3 separate regions of the Ovis aries genome follow, and all the other regions are linked to region 3. The links are chromatin contacts, called in public Hi-C maps. All regions are on one chromosome and are shown on one strand. Each heading gives the region's core, a stretch centred on a gene start, on an enhancer-like site or on the middle of the called end of the contact. The rest is flanking DNA. Distances are from core to core; before and after follow the strand shown. Region 1 overlaps ZBTB20 (zinc finger and BTB domain containing 20). Region 2 overlaps ZBTB20 (zinc finger and BTB domain containing 20). Region 3 overlaps ZBTB20 (zinc finger and BTB domain containing 20).

What was found. Hi-C and Micro-C count contacts between places; a contact is called where the count stands out from the background.
Region 1: a Hi-C map of tail adipose tissue shows a contact between it and region 3, with 4 times the contacts expected there. The contact joins two enhancer-like sites. A contact is called at or near these places in 2 of 16 Hi-C or Micro-C datasets (hypothalamus and tail adipose tissue).
Region 2: a Hi-C map of hypothalamus shows a contact between it and region 3, with 2.6 times the contacts expected there. The contact joins two enhancer-like sites. A contact is called at or near these places in 2 of 16 Hi-C or Micro-C datasets (hypothalamus and omental adipose tissue).

What each region holds. Positions count from the first base shown.
Region 1 is chr1:179,962,799-179,967,652 of ARS-UI_Ramb_v3.0, forward strand. The region is part of intron 9 of ZBTB20 (zinc finger and BTB domain containing 20); the gene reads right to left. Among named protein-coding and RNA genes, the nearest start is that of TIGIT, 96 kb to the left of the region's middle. Within about 2 kb of position 1,838, at least 31 of the 54 cell types and tissues checked have an H3K27ac peak or open chromatin away from gene starts, as enhancers often do. A contact at or near this core is called in tail adipose tissue, where this site is marked.
Region 2 is chr1:180,040,207-180,045,007 of ARS-UI_Ramb_v3.0, forward strand. ZBTB20 (zinc finger and BTB domain containing 20) reads right to left here. Exons shown (of 13, transcript XM_060418143.1): 8 at 1-4,801. Among named protein-coding and RNA genes, the nearest start is that of TIGIT, 170 kb to the left of the region's middle. Within about 2 kb of position 3,310, at least 21 of the 54 cell types and tissues checked have an H3K27ac peak or open chromatin away from gene starts, as enhancers often do. A contact at or near this core is called in hypothalamus, where this site is marked.
Region 3 is chr1:180,215,731-180,220,624 of ARS-UI_Ramb_v3.0, forward strand. The region is part of intron 7 of ZBTB20 (zinc finger and BTB domain containing 20); the gene reads right to left. Among named protein-coding and RNA genes, the nearest start is that of TIGIT, 350 kb to the left of the region's middle. Within about 2 kb of position 2,276, at least 43 of the 54 cell types and tissues checked have an H3K27ac peak or open chromatin away from gene starts, as enhancers often do. A contact at or near this core is called in hypothalamus and tail adipose tissue, where this site is marked.

The sequences.
Region 1 (4,854 bases), core at 588-3,087, 250 kb before region 3:
TAAAGCCATTTTGTCAAGTCCTGACAGTTGTACATCCTTCACACTTTGCACACCTGTGTTTCCTTTCCGTTTGCATTGCCATCACCTTAACACTTTTTATTTAGACTGCTGTTTACTTTCTGACTCCCATCCTCCTTGACGTCTCTACTGCCCCAGCTTTGCCTTCACTGATCTGAATGGCCATGTCAGGCTGACAACTCCAGGTGGATTCCATGTATATGAGACTGCAAACTCTCTGAGGGTAAAAAACATCATAGTTGTTTTTGAATACCTGCGTTCACCCATCCGTTCCTTCTTCCTTCCCTCCACCTATTCATTTATTCATGTATTCATTCCACAAAGACTTACTATGTGCCTGCAATGTGCCAGCACGGGCTTGGAAATAAAACAAGCCTGGTTTCTTCCCCCCTCCCAGATCTGCTGTCTAGTGTATAGCGTGAAGCAGAGTAGCTTAGACAAAGCTGTCATTCAATATAGGTTTGTTGATGGAATGAAATTGAGTTAAAATTAAAGTATATTTTGAGAATAGTTATAGTCTGAATCCAAATTAAGTTTCCTACTCTTTATGCAGCAGGGAAATCTACCTTGACAGGCTGTTTTCCTTGGAATCCATGAAGTACATTTGATAAGAGCAGGACCGTTATGCCCACTAAAGCTAGGCTGGTTCTCATGGGTCATTTAAATATCGAGATGAAACACTAATGACAGACATCACTTAACATAAAAAATTTATTCCTGATGTTCATAAATAAGGTCTAGGCTAGTTTCAGATGTACTAATTTCCTTGGTTTCTTTCAGGAAATTGAAGAAGCTGTCTTTCAAATGTGAGTGTATGGCCAGCCCACCAACATTACTCTTTACTTTTAACTTTGCAGAAGTTGTATTGTTCTTTCTATTGATGGCATCGCTTCCTTCTCTAGATTTGATCCTGCCTCCCACCTTACATCTTGCATCATACCCTCCTGTCTGTCATCTCAAGGATCACCTCTGGGGACCATTCATAGCACAAAGACACTGAAACCATCTCTACGAACAGAGGATATTGAAAACTCAACCTTTTGGCTCACTCCTTCATTTGCCTAAAATCCCTTTACTTATTCTTAGACCATTGGGCTATTTCCCAAGTGCACATACCAGAGAGACATTCACTGACCCTTAGAAACAATGCATTTTCCATCTCACTCTCTCTAATAGTGGACTCCTTTTTCCAGAGCTGAGAAACTCTAAAACATAGCAACCATCTACATTTAGACATGCACAGGTGCTGTTATTTTGACCCTAGTTTTGCAGCTCATATTTTGTTGAGGAGGATAAAGGAAGTCTTGTAGTAATTAATTGAAAATACCTTCTTTGGTCGTGTAAAAGAATTACATGAACATGGCATATTCGAGGGCAGGTCTCACCAAGCCTCAGAAGCTGTGTACTAGTCCCTGGAGCCTTTAGAGGGCAGCAGCGCACCAGCTGATTACAGGCAGCGCGTCAGGCAAACTCCCCACCAGACCAGAACCTTCCTCCTGGTCACCATGCCAAAGGTTGGTTTGCCAAGCTCTCTGGCCGCTTAGCTTCCTTCTTTCTTTTCTGTCTCTCTCTCTCTCCCTCTCTCTCTCGCCTCCCACTTCCCACACACTCTCTCCCTCTCTCCCTCCCTCCTCAATGTTAAAATTATACACTCTGATGAAGTCGCCCCTCAACCGGAAAATGAAAGCTCCAATGAAAAAGTTAGACGAGCCAATGACAACAAAGAGAGAAATTGGGAGAAAGGGGAAAGGGGGCTGGTGAGGGGGAAGGATTTAAGAACAAGAAAAGGGCAGATGTTTCGTAAATATATGCAAAGCAAAACTGGGTGTACCCTGAACATTTCCACAGAGAAACAGACCAATCATTGTGCACTTCCTCCCGCCACACTGGTGGAGCTCTGCTTTCAAAAAAAAAGAAAAAAAAAAAAGTGTGGCCACAGGCACCTGCCTTTCAACGGTCAGTTCTGACATGCTGACTATCTCCCAATTATCCAAAGAGAACAAAAACATTTTCATCTCCACACAGCAAACACTTCTGTTATGAGAAAAAGGCTGCTTCGAGGAGTGGGAAGGCGATTTAAGGTGACGGGCGGTTGAGCTGGCCAGCAGGACCTACTGGTATTTAACTCTCCTTGTGCCGGCCAGGACAAGTTTGGGGCTGAAACATAGCAGTGAGTAAGGTTGTGGGTGATGTTGGCTCTTTCCTTACTAGACCATATTGTATGTGGCAAGAAATATACATGAAAACATATTGAGGAGATGGTAGGTAATAAGCCTGTTAAATGCATGGAAATTAACTAGATTGGTGGCATTTGATGTATAGATTTCACACTTCTTTGCACATACTGCACACATACAGCGATGGCAATGCTCTCTGCGACATATGGAAAATAAATATTTTATCTCTGTGAGCTCTTATCAGTCTCCGGGGGCTGCTGAGGGAGAGTGTTCTCTTCACCAATTTTCTCTCTTCACTGGGCTCCCACCCTCTCCTGCACATTAACATGCCTTCCACTCATCAGCCTGGTTGGGTGGAAAAGAATTAGAACCCCTTTTTCATAAATACTGAGTCACTGGGTCATGACAATTTTGATCCCTGCCCCACTTGTCCCCCATCTTTTTGGTGTGGTGATCGTCCCCTTATTCTGCTTCCCAATAATATATGGAAGAGGCTTAGTACAGTATTTGGGGAGGAGGGCACAGGGGATGTGGTGCCTCAGTGGGGGCTGGTGGTAGAACTGAGCTCTACCATCCAGTAGCCGTGTACCCGAGGCAGATTCCTCTGCCTCTCTGGGCCTCAGTTTCCTCATCTGTAAAATGGAAATGACAAACATTCTAGGGCTGCTATGCTATGCAATGCTAAGTCGCTTCAGTCGTGTCTGACTCTTTGTGACCCCACAGACTGCAGCCCGCCAGGCTCCTCTGTCCATGCAATTCTCCAGGCAAGAATACTGGAGTGGGTTACCATTTCCTTCCCCAGGGGATCTTCCCAACCCAGGGATTGAACCTGGGTCTCTTGTGTTTCCTGCATTGGCAGGCGGGTTCTTCACCACTAGCACCATCTGGGAAGTTGATGCAAAGATTAAATAATTCCTGTTGAGTGATGGGCACAGCGCTGGCACACAGTCAGTGCCCTGGGAGGGTAGCTCTTTCACAGCGTGTCGGTTCTGCAGTTTCCATTTCGGCTGGAAGGAGGCAATTCTTTTATTTTAGTCATCTTTTAAAATATCTAGATTTGGGCAGGGGCAAATGGACTATAACTGTAGCAAAGGCAAAAAGAATGCTAGGATAAGCAGTCTCCTCTTCAACACTTTTTTTTTTTTTACGGTATCACCCTCCTGACACCTTCTTTCTGTTCATGTGTTCGTCATTGCTGCTACTACACCATTAGCTCCTCTTGAAGTTGGGGGTCAAGCAAGCTACACTTGGCCTAGAGAAGCCCATCAAACCTGAGCACTATGGTCTATTCATAGAAACCAACCTTTGGCACTCGAGCTTATCACGTTTTCTTACAGTTTATCCTTTCACCGCTTGGTCTAATGTTCTCAGATCCATTTAAGATGTTTTCATGATTAAAATATTTTATTCTTTCAATTTTTTTAACCTTCTTGGCAAGGTTGATTTACAGTGTTTTTCAGTATATTTCTCCCTCACTGTATCAGTCAGGATCTTGGCAAGAAACAGATGGCACACTGAAAGGATTTAACTGAAGAGAGTTTAATGAAAGGACACTCTACTGAGGTACAGAGGAGGTTAAAGGACCCTCAAGGGAAGTGATGCACCAAGGACTAGCAACAGTGCGAGGTTGTTAATCTCAGCTTTAAACTGCTAAACCCAGGGGGTGAGGAAAGGTATGGAGCTCCCCATGTCCAGTCAGAACTGGAGTTGGGAAGGGGCCTGACTGAGAAGCACCCTGACCCTATTCTCCTGTCTCTTGCTAATGCTTCCTTTTGTTGTTGTTGCTCAGTCGTGTCTGACTCTTTGTGACCCCATGGACTGCAGCACGCCAGGCTTCCCTGTCCTTCACCATCTCCTGGAGTTTGCTCAAGCTCATGTCCATTGAGTCAGTGATGCCATCCAATCATCTCATCCTCTGTTGCCCCCTTCTCCTCCTGACTTCAATCTTTCCCAGCATCAGGGTCTTTTCTACGAGTCAGCTCTTTGCATCAGGTGCCAAATTACTGGAGCTTCAGCTTCAGCATTAGTCCTTCCAACGAATATTCAGGGTTGATTATCTTTAGGATTGACTGGTTTGAACTCCTTGCTGTACGGGGAACTCTCAACAGTCTTCTCCAGCACCACAGTGCGAAAGTATGAGTTCTTTGGTGCTCAGCCTTCTTCATGGTCCAACTCTCACATCTGTGCATGACTACTGGAAAAGCCATAGCTTTGACTATATAGACCTTTGTTGGCAAAGTGATGTCTCTGCTTTTTAATACACTGTCTAGGTTTGTCATAGCTTTTCTTCCAAGGAGCAAGCATCTTTTAACTCCTTTTGGCCAAATTCAAAGGTAGCCAGAGAAAAAGGAAGCCTGGGTGTCATAATCCTGGGCCATGTATCAGGGCAGGGAATGTCCTATGGTTTTGCGTGTGTGTCAGGGGGGAGGGAGGGATGAATTAGCATACTATTTCTGCCCTCTCCATATCCTTTACCTTTTCTCCCATTATACTTTCCAGAAGGAAAGACAGCAAATAAAATGAAAGCAATTTTCTCTTAGTGTCCAAGTGCCTATTCTGTCTGTTTGCAATTTATGGGGGGAAAAAAACTGAACATACTCTCTGTGAGAGCAGGGATTTAGGTTTGTTTTATTTGCTGCCATACTTCTGGTCCCTAGAA
Region 2 (4,801 bases), core at 2,060-4,559, 170 kb before region 3:
TGAAAGCTTTCCAGGGCATCATGAGGTTACAAAGTTCCTTCTTCAGAATACTGAAGACATACAGAAATCAGATATAAGAAAAAGTAGCCATAGTCTTGCTAGATTGAGAAAGTAAAAAAGAAAAAACTTTTTAATACGGAACAAAGCAAATCGTATCTGAATAAACCTGAATGTTAATATAGCTGCGTAAGATTCAAGGGTATGTAAGACAAAAAAATACTTTATAAGTTAAGCTAAATTATTAGAATACAAAAAGACAGTAATAAGTATATACACATATTAAATAATAAGAGGGAGGCAACAGTTAGTTGGATTTTTAAATTATAGAAAAATACTAAAATGTAATAAATTAATAAAAGTTTGGATGAATGCTAATCCTCTTTTATGCAAAAATAGAATTAATATAAATGTAAAATGAAGCTCTGTGTGAGTGTGTGTGTGTCTGTATGTGTATTTGCACAAAGTATTATTGACTGACATTGAAAGATGCTATGTTACATAGAAATGAAAACTTTGAATTATTTTAAATTGGGCATTTAAAGTATCAAATTAACCTGGGGCTGGGTGTTTTTTTCTTTTTAAAAAATATATTTCATTTTCAAGTTCTGTTTTAAATCATGGAAAGAAAAAATTGAAAAGCACTGCATAGATGCATAATATGTATTTTGTAAAAAATTTCATTTGCATTTCTTAGAATATTTAGTTCTCAAAAAACGGCTAATTGGCTTTTCTTCAAGCCTCTGCAAGACTCAAGTTCAGTTCTGAGTCAAGAAAAACTATGAGAAATTTCACCTCAAAATGAAATTTATTTGGATAGTTATAAAGGCCTGAAAAATGAGATTATCTCCACCATAACTATAACAAACAGCTAATGAATAAATAAAGCCTGACAAGAATCAATAAGAACTGCAAAGCCTGAGAGGGTCATCGCAGACTTGAAAAAGGTAAGCAAGTGAGGAAACATCAAACAGAGTTAATGGAGATAAAGCATTTTTAAAAATGGAAAGTGTTAATAATCACCGACAGGAAAGAATACACTTCCACAGGGATGACAACAAGAAAATGAAACAAAACAACACAAAACAACTGGAAATATATATTTCCTGGAGCAAAGTATGACTACTGATTCAGCAAGAGGAGAACCTACTTCTTTGTCACTCCCTTTGGAAGCCTTGCTTAAAAAAAAAAAAAAAAAAAAAGGTTGCACAAAAGATACATGTGTTCTTTTTCTGGTATTATTACAGGCCCACCTAGATTTAGATTTAGCTTTCGATTCCAGATGAGATCAGACATGTTCAGACTAGCACATCCTTGTTCTGTAAGCACAGAGCTGCTATCATCTCACTGGCAAATTCTCGGATCCCCAAATTTATGCACAATAGATGCTCTTAAAAATTTCTACTTCAGTCAAATACCTCACTGAGTTCAATTTTTTATTATTTCACTCTGCTAGTATTAAGCCGAAAAGTTAAGGCAGGCGACTCCCATAAGAAAGGAAAGTTGAATGGTACTTACCCTAAGTATAATGTGCAAGCCTTAAAGGGGGAATCTACTTCTGCTCTAGGGTTTTTAGAAAGGAATCCAGGTCTAAACTCAGCTCTTGCCTTTTTCCCTTCTGGAAAACTGAGTAGACTCACAGAAGGTGGCTCTCAGAAAGATCTTACAAATCAACAGCCTTACCTGTGGCCATTCAGAAGACTGCACTTTGGTGTGTGTTTAAAACTATGAATAAAGTCAGATACAGCGCATGCTCAGCAGACAATTTAAAAATATTTATAACATTGTTGTTTCAAAAACAAATTTCCTCAAACAAAGCAAAACTCACATTTCTGATCCATGCCAAGTTTAACGTTCTGAGACAAAGCTGTTTTGGAGTTTTCCGCTGGGGAAAAAAAGGGCTTCTAAAAATTTTTGTTGAACGAAAAAATAGTTCTCTTTTCCCTTTTGGGTACTCTTAAAGAGGTGGAATAAAATTTGCTCTAAGTTTCAACAAAATCTACCTCGGGCTAAGATAAGGCAGTCGAAATTGGAGATCTATTAAAAAAATAATTTTGGAAAGAGTAACAAGGAACTAAAAACTATGAGTTTAAAGAATTTAATGGTCATCTGTACCTTCAAGGCAGTCGTGTTTGTTACTATACAAAAAAAAAAATCTTGATACAAACAGGATATATTATGTATACATAAGTTATGCATTGATAAGAATAATGCACAGACAACTCTTGCATATCTAGAGAAGTTATGTTTTACTTTTGCTAACTAAAATCTGAACTCCTGAAAGCTGAAAAAGAAATATATCAAAAATACAGGAGAAACCCAGGAATAATGTCAGTATATTTTCTGTTTTTCATAGCAGGCATGGAGAAGAAGGCAATCACATATCTATTAAATTTTGAGTTATACAAAATAAAAATTGGATCAAATACGGGTTTTAAAGTCCTAATTACTGCAGCAGGAATCCCTGTTCCCCCTGGCTGGGAATTTTTCCTCTTTCTCCTCCTGAGTGTCCCTAAGTATTCCATTTTATCATCTATCACCAAACCCTGCATGGCCCACAGATCTCCTAGACCTTATTTAAATTTCTCATGTAAGTCTCTGAATGACTTTCAGCCCCTGCTCTACTTTCCAGGGGTGCTCATCTGGCCTCAGAAAAGCTCCACAGACACATCGTTCAGTATTTCTGACACTTTCAAGCTCAGCAGAGGGTGCCAAAAAAAAAAACCAAAAAACAAAACCCGATATTAAAAAAAAAGTTTATTAAAGTGAAACTAGGAGTGCAGATTTGAATAAGTTGCTTCTACTTTAATTTCCCTCTCAACTCAGCACAGGTGTTTCCTAACTTATACTATTGTGCATGCTGATGAGGGGGAGGGTGAAATTAAGGTGAGAGAGTGGGCTAAACACCGACCAGGACCAGCAAGCATTTCGGATCTCTAGCCTCATGTGTTAATGGATGTGTCTAAAAATGGACCCCCCAAAACGCCTAGAAGGAGGTTTCTTTTTGGCAAATGATTAAACCAGTATACTGAAATAATTAAAGCTTTGTCCTTAAAGAAAGCATCAGATCAACAGAACAGAAACAAAGATAAAAATTGCACACACATATGCATGTACACACATACTCTCTCACACACAGATACACACAACTAGAGGGTGAAGGGAGAGGGAAATTAAATAAAAGAAAACAAACAGAGTCCTAACAGGCCATTCTCCGAAAAGGAATCTAAATAAAAAGTCATATGATATCTGATAGTGCAGGACACGTCGCCAAGAACTGGAGCGGATTGCCTACAGGAAGAAAGAGCCAGTGTATTCCAGCTCAAAGAGCTTTTCTTTCCTCCTCCTCTATTTTTTTTTCCCTTTTCTCCTCGACTGTGAATGTGTGACTCTCAGGTCAGATGCACGAAGAATCGCAGAATGACAGCTATCACCTTTCCCTACTCCTGGCAGCACGACTGGCTGATAGGAGCTGCCTGAGTTGGGATCGAGAGGGGCTGGTGCAGCTTTCATACGAGCCTCTTCAGGAGCCCCTCTGTCTCTTCCATAAACCCTTTTGGTCACATCAAAAACAGACACCCCCTAAAAAGTACAAGCAGAAAACAAAAATGCAAACACAACAGCCCATGGCAACAAAAGAGTTCAAGACAGAAAAAAAAAAAAATCAGAAACAAGTAAAAGGGAAAAAAGAAGAGAAAAAAAAGCTCTTGCTTTCAATATAAAACTTTTTCAAGACCGAGTTTCTTTTCTCTTATTTTGATGACTTTCTTTTTAAAGATCTTTTTCTTCTTAAGCACTCTTAAGAGCATTAAAAATCTCTACAGAAATACAGAAAAGTCTCAAGGCAAAACACTATAAGAAGTGAGTTACCCTAGAGAAATTTGGATTTGCCAAAAGTTCCCCTCATTCTAATGTCTTTCAGCGAGTTCAAGTGCAAACACTGGCCACCTAGCTCTTGTTTTTTTCTCTGATGGGTCATTACTGAGGCAACACATACACACTAAGGTTTTCCGAAAAGACTCCTTGTTATCAAGTTACTTCAAACATAAGGCGCTCACACCTCCCAGCCAGAAGGGCTTATTGACTAGACACCACTCTCTGCCCTGTTATGTATTACATCCCTGAGAAGCAGTTACATAAATGTATTCTAAAAATATGGAAAAATGTATATATCTATATTTTCCCTACAGTTTCCCACCCCAGGGACAAAAACAGATTATATTTTCAGTGGATGAAAAAAAAAAAACACAAAAGGAAAGGAAAGAGTTTCTGAACCTTGAAACAACTGTTGTAGCTGGTTTCCACTTAGTTAAATAGTTATTTGTAGTTAGGTACTGCCTATAGTATATATTTAAGGATTTTTGTGGTGCTTGTGAATTTCCCCCTTGTTCAGTTTTATGTCTATTAAGTATCCTAAAGAGATTTTCAAATAGCAATCAAAATATAAATGCATTAGGAGGAAAACTTTTAGAACGAAAACATTGAGTTTACAATTCAAGGATGTTAGTATAAAGATATAAATGTACAGCATATATAAAAGGTGGAATTGTTTACACATCTTGCACAGACAGTTCACACGATTTCTTTCTTCTTTTGTTGGAGCATTAATTTGAAAATGATAAGCACTCTGGAATGTTTGCTACAAACACAAATTCATGGTGAAATACACATGCATAGGCAAAAAAATCAAATGGAGAACACGCAAAGCTACGTGGCAATCAGAATCGTAGAAAAATCTCTGTCTAGACTATATTTCGCTTGAACTAGTAGATCACGGATGGGCAGTAATCTCTCTGGTTTTTTT
Region 3 (4,894 bases), core at 1,026-3,525:
GCACCAGCTTGGACAGGAGTCCACACAACAGGCACACACAATACACATCTGGTTAAATGCAAAATCAACTAGTGCGACAGCATTTCCAACTTTGAGGAAGAATCTACTGGCAATGTGTTAATAGCAAGGAAAACTAAAACAATAAAATAGCATCTCTTTCCAAATATTTAAGAACATCGAGTGAGTGCCCCTTAGGCTGGGTTGTGGTTCTTGGAAGTTTTAGCCTATGAGAACCATATTGGGGACATCAAAGACTCCTCCTTGCCTCCAAAGAGCAATTCACTTCAGATGCTGCCACACAGTCAAATGCTTTTATGGCCACCATGTTTTTTTGGTTTTTATTTTTTCCACTCTTAATATTTTGGAACACACTGGCTTCTTAAAATTGGAAAGAAAACAAGAAAACACAGTGAGATCAAATACCTCTGAAAAAGCAACTAAGTAGGGACCTGATGGCAAAAGATAAATACACGTTCCAACTGAAACTCCATTTCCAGGGAGAGTGTGAATTATTAACAAGGACATGGAAGGGAAGTATTGGCACCAGAAGCTGGGCTGTTGACTCCTCTGCTAGTCTCATATCACACGGCGTGCCACCACCCCCATCTCATTCGTTCGACAACTTCAGAGCACACTCAATCAGAGGCTCTTATATTGAGGACGATACTATATTTGGGTTTAATACTGTGAGGACAGTCATCTAGTTTTCCTGTGTCTCGATGATAAATTTCCCTGGAACCAAATAAGGATTCCCTTTGCATTCTTCTGTTTAATACCATGAACGCAGAAGAATAAAGACAAGGGTATGACAAATAGTATTTTCCAAAGGTTGGGTGGGGGAAGTTTCCCAAACATTTAAAAACAGCCAGTTCTTAGCAAAGTGATCTTCAGAAGAACAGTATTAAACAATATTCTTGTTCCACGCAGCCACTTTTACTCCTTGCTTTAACTGGGTACGTTACGTATTCTGAGCATAATGTAAACGTGCAGAGGAGAGATGCACGAAAAGCTGGTAGAGAGAAACTCCAAACGGATCCTGAGTCCCACTTTCACTTCCCCCTCCTCTAACCCCATCTGCTACCTCCCAGCCGTGCTCACTCACCTATCTTTCTCCTCCCACCAGCATGTTTGCTAGGCATGTCAAGGCTGACATCCATCGGTGGCAGCATGAAGCCTAAGCCTGCAGGCTCCTCCTGAGCACAGACTCAAGGCTCAGCCATTGTCCATAGAGTGCTCTCAGCTGTACATAGTAAAATCTTCATCAGGCCGTTGGATTGTTTGGTAGCTTTTTTTAAAAAAAAAATTCCATTTTTTTTTCCATTTAAAAAACACTCGTTATTTTCTGACTGCCTCAGAGACACCAAGAATAGAATCCTTGACACATCAAATTCTGGAACCTCACCACTCACCAGGACTGTGGTTCCTGATCCAAGGAGTGTCGCCTGAGAATCAGCACAGACTCCCGAGGCTGTCCAGGCCTGGCTGCTAAGCTCCCTGCTTTGATTAGTTCGTCGAGTTCACGGTGTTCCAGAGTGCTGAAGCACAGAAATTAGGGAGGGGAGGTGGAAGGAAAATCACTGGAGCCTCTTACGATCTAACTTCCACTAACTGAGAGGAAATGTCTTATAAATAAACAACAGCAAGAGAAACAAAAAAAAAAAACCCATCCCGTCCTGCCAGAGGAATGTACATTATTGTCTCCCGACGGAAAACTTTACACCACACCAGAATGCAGCCATTTCTCCTGAAACTACCTCCCTCAAAACAGAAAGGAAAAGAGAATCAGAAAGAAAAGGAGAACAAAAAGAGATTTTTTTTTTTCATCTCCTTGAATTCTGTTGGGAAGTTCATGTCAGTTCCCAGTAGACACATAAGCAGTTTCAACAGTGTCACTGTTCTAGGATTTCTTGTGGAGGCTGCTTATTAGCAAAATTTCATTTCTGCCCAGATGACTGCTGTGCCATCCGGACATTTTCAGAAGGGAAGTTCAGGGAAGGGGGGGAGGGTGCGATTGTGGAGGAGAGGAAGAAGAGAGGACAAAGGAACATTCCTGATGAACCGGAATGCCCTAGACACGGCCATGAAAAAGCTAGCCCCCGCCCACCACCCTACTATTGCTTGTTGAGGGCTTGGTGATGCAGTGTGTTTAATCTACTTACTCTTTCTGCTCGAGAGGCTGAGGTTCCTACATTTCCAGCTCATGCTGGACTGTACCGTAAGCAACAAGTGAAATGAGCTCAGTGATCTCATTCTAGTCCTTCGACTCCTGTCCACATCGCTAAGCGACTGCACAGCTTGGCACAGGCCAGGATGAGTCAGCAGTCTCTGGTCATGAGAGGCCAGGCCTGGAATAGCAGGGGTGGGGAGGGGGGGCGTTAGGTCAGGAGCAAAATGAAGCAGAAAGGCAGTTTAGATGGCAGGGCTCAGCTCTGCAATTCACAGAGATACTGCAGGTCAAAATGAAAGAGCCTCATCAGCTCTGGGGTGAAGATTGAAGGACTGTACAAAAAGGAGCAGCAAGGGAAAAACTTAGAACAGCTGCCTACCAAACATAGCAAGAACAAATTAGAGTACCGCAGACAGAAAAAGAGGGCATCAGGAGAGCCCTGGAGGAGAAAAGATGCTCATTAAGATCTCTGTAATACCTTTTTTTCCATGTGCTCCTAAACTTGATTTAAGAAAAAGTAGTTACCTATACACTATCCTGTGGTATTTTGGTATTGCTTCCCTTATTTGATAAGTAGCAAAACAAACAAATAAAAGAAAAGCACTACAGTAAAATCACAACAGGAAGCCTCATGTTCCATAAAATAATGTGATTATAAGTAAAAGCCTAATATCTCAAAGATGTGCATTTGGGTCAATGACGTCCTCGCAAAATCTGGTCACAAAATGGTTAAAGAGAAGCACTCAAGTTAAGCTTGGGTGGCAGTAGGGAAGAGCTAAGACAAAGGAGAGAAGTAAGTTCAGTGTTGAAACACAAAGGGAATATGAGATTGTGTCTATATTTCTGCTCCATGGGGTCAGCATGGACCTCCATCAGCAAGTGACACCTCTTGTCAACAGGACTTTCCAACGCCTTTTCCTGTGCAGTAGTACTGTTATATAGCAAGAGGAGAAGGAAAATAAAACAGCCCGAGGAGAAAAACAGGTTCAACATAAAAAATAAATCAATTAACAGACATTTTTTTGGAGGAGGCTGATAGCCTGAATGAGTCAATGGATAAAGAAAAGACTTAGTGTAGGAAACAAACTCAGAGGAAGCATTTCAAGATAAGGACACTGAAGTGGGGACAGAATGGTCAGCAAATAGTGGTGATGGCCCCCAAACAAGGGAGAAAGCAACTTGAAAAGTCAGATGAGGTATAGCAAGAATTGCAGGAAAAAGAACACCATCAACAGGGCTGGGAAACACTAGTAAAAGATTTCTTTCCAGAGCTTTAGACAGAGCTAATAAGGACCCACTATATATTCCTAACTATTATTGTCTAAAGATGAACAGTTGCGTAAGGCGTATAAAAAAATGTAGAATAATTTTTTAGTTTTCATTCCAAAGATCATTAAATCATCTTACCACCTCTTTGATAAATGCTTAACCTTAAGAAAATGAACTTTCTAGCCTCAGTTTTCTTTTCTTTGAAATGGAATATTATCACCTTGAATTATTATAAAGATGGAATCAATGTTTGCTGATCCTTTTCATGGTAGTATCTATCACAGGTTGGATACTCAATGAAATGTTAATTGTTTGTATCTTATTAACATGTCATCTTCATAAGTACTCAGTGAAAGAACCATTTCCAGTGTGGTTGCAATGGATTCAGAGGATCCAATAGGAAGACCTTAAATCTAGTAAATTCCTCAGAGAATGTTGCTTCAAAAATCTTGTTTCTATCTGGAGATTTGAAACGTTATATATGAACACAGAAGATGTTAAAAACCTATTATGTTAAAATCTCAATTTGGGGTATCTATATTGTCCACGCAGCTTGGAACTTAATAACACTAAGTAACTAGAAGCCTGAAAGAGAAAAGAGGGCTTTTCAGAAGCATCTCCAAAAGCAACAGGATAAAAGTGCTATTGGCCTTGACTGCATGATGAGGGTTTTTCACCAAAGGGGAAAACTTAGTCCAGTTGATCATCCCAGCCTAATTGATTAATTGTGGGCCTGACCATCTGGCTGATGAATGCTGACACCCAGCAGTGATTACTGTGTAACACAAATCCGGGTGTGCTCTGCCTGCTGCCTCCCACAACAATGGCAACACTGAACTTCAGGTTAGCTTATTCAGGCCTCCTGGCTCAGTCTCTTCATGGAACAGTGGTTGTGGCAGGGAATATTTTACTAGACCTGGTCAAGCATTATCTTCTCTTATTTCAGTTACCCACTCCTTTCCAACTCCACGCCTACCTGCTCCTAAGCCCTCTTCTTGTATAAAATCACTTCCCATGCGATGCATTCCATCTGTAGTTTTCATCATACTGTCTGACTCTCTCATTTCCGGTTGCTCTATTCTGAAACATATTCAACTCGTCTGAAAGGCCCATACTGCTATTTCACAGGGTATCCTACGGAAACATTTTTATTGTCTCTCCTTTGTTACTGGTTTATTTCAAAGTATCCTGTGCTTCCAAATAAAATTATTTCACCTAACTCATGAGCCTTATTATAAGGCCCACATATGGCTTAAGCTTTCCAGGAGGTTAACAGAATACAAAGGTTAATAGAATATAATTCGTGCATCTTAAATCTACATCTGATCCTTAGTTAGGGTGTCCCTGGGAGAAGATTCTCCCTACAAGGACTGTGAAGCACATTTACGTGCTAGGAAAAAAGAGTCACGCCCATGTAAATAACAGGAATCAATGGCAATGCCACACACGAACTAATCA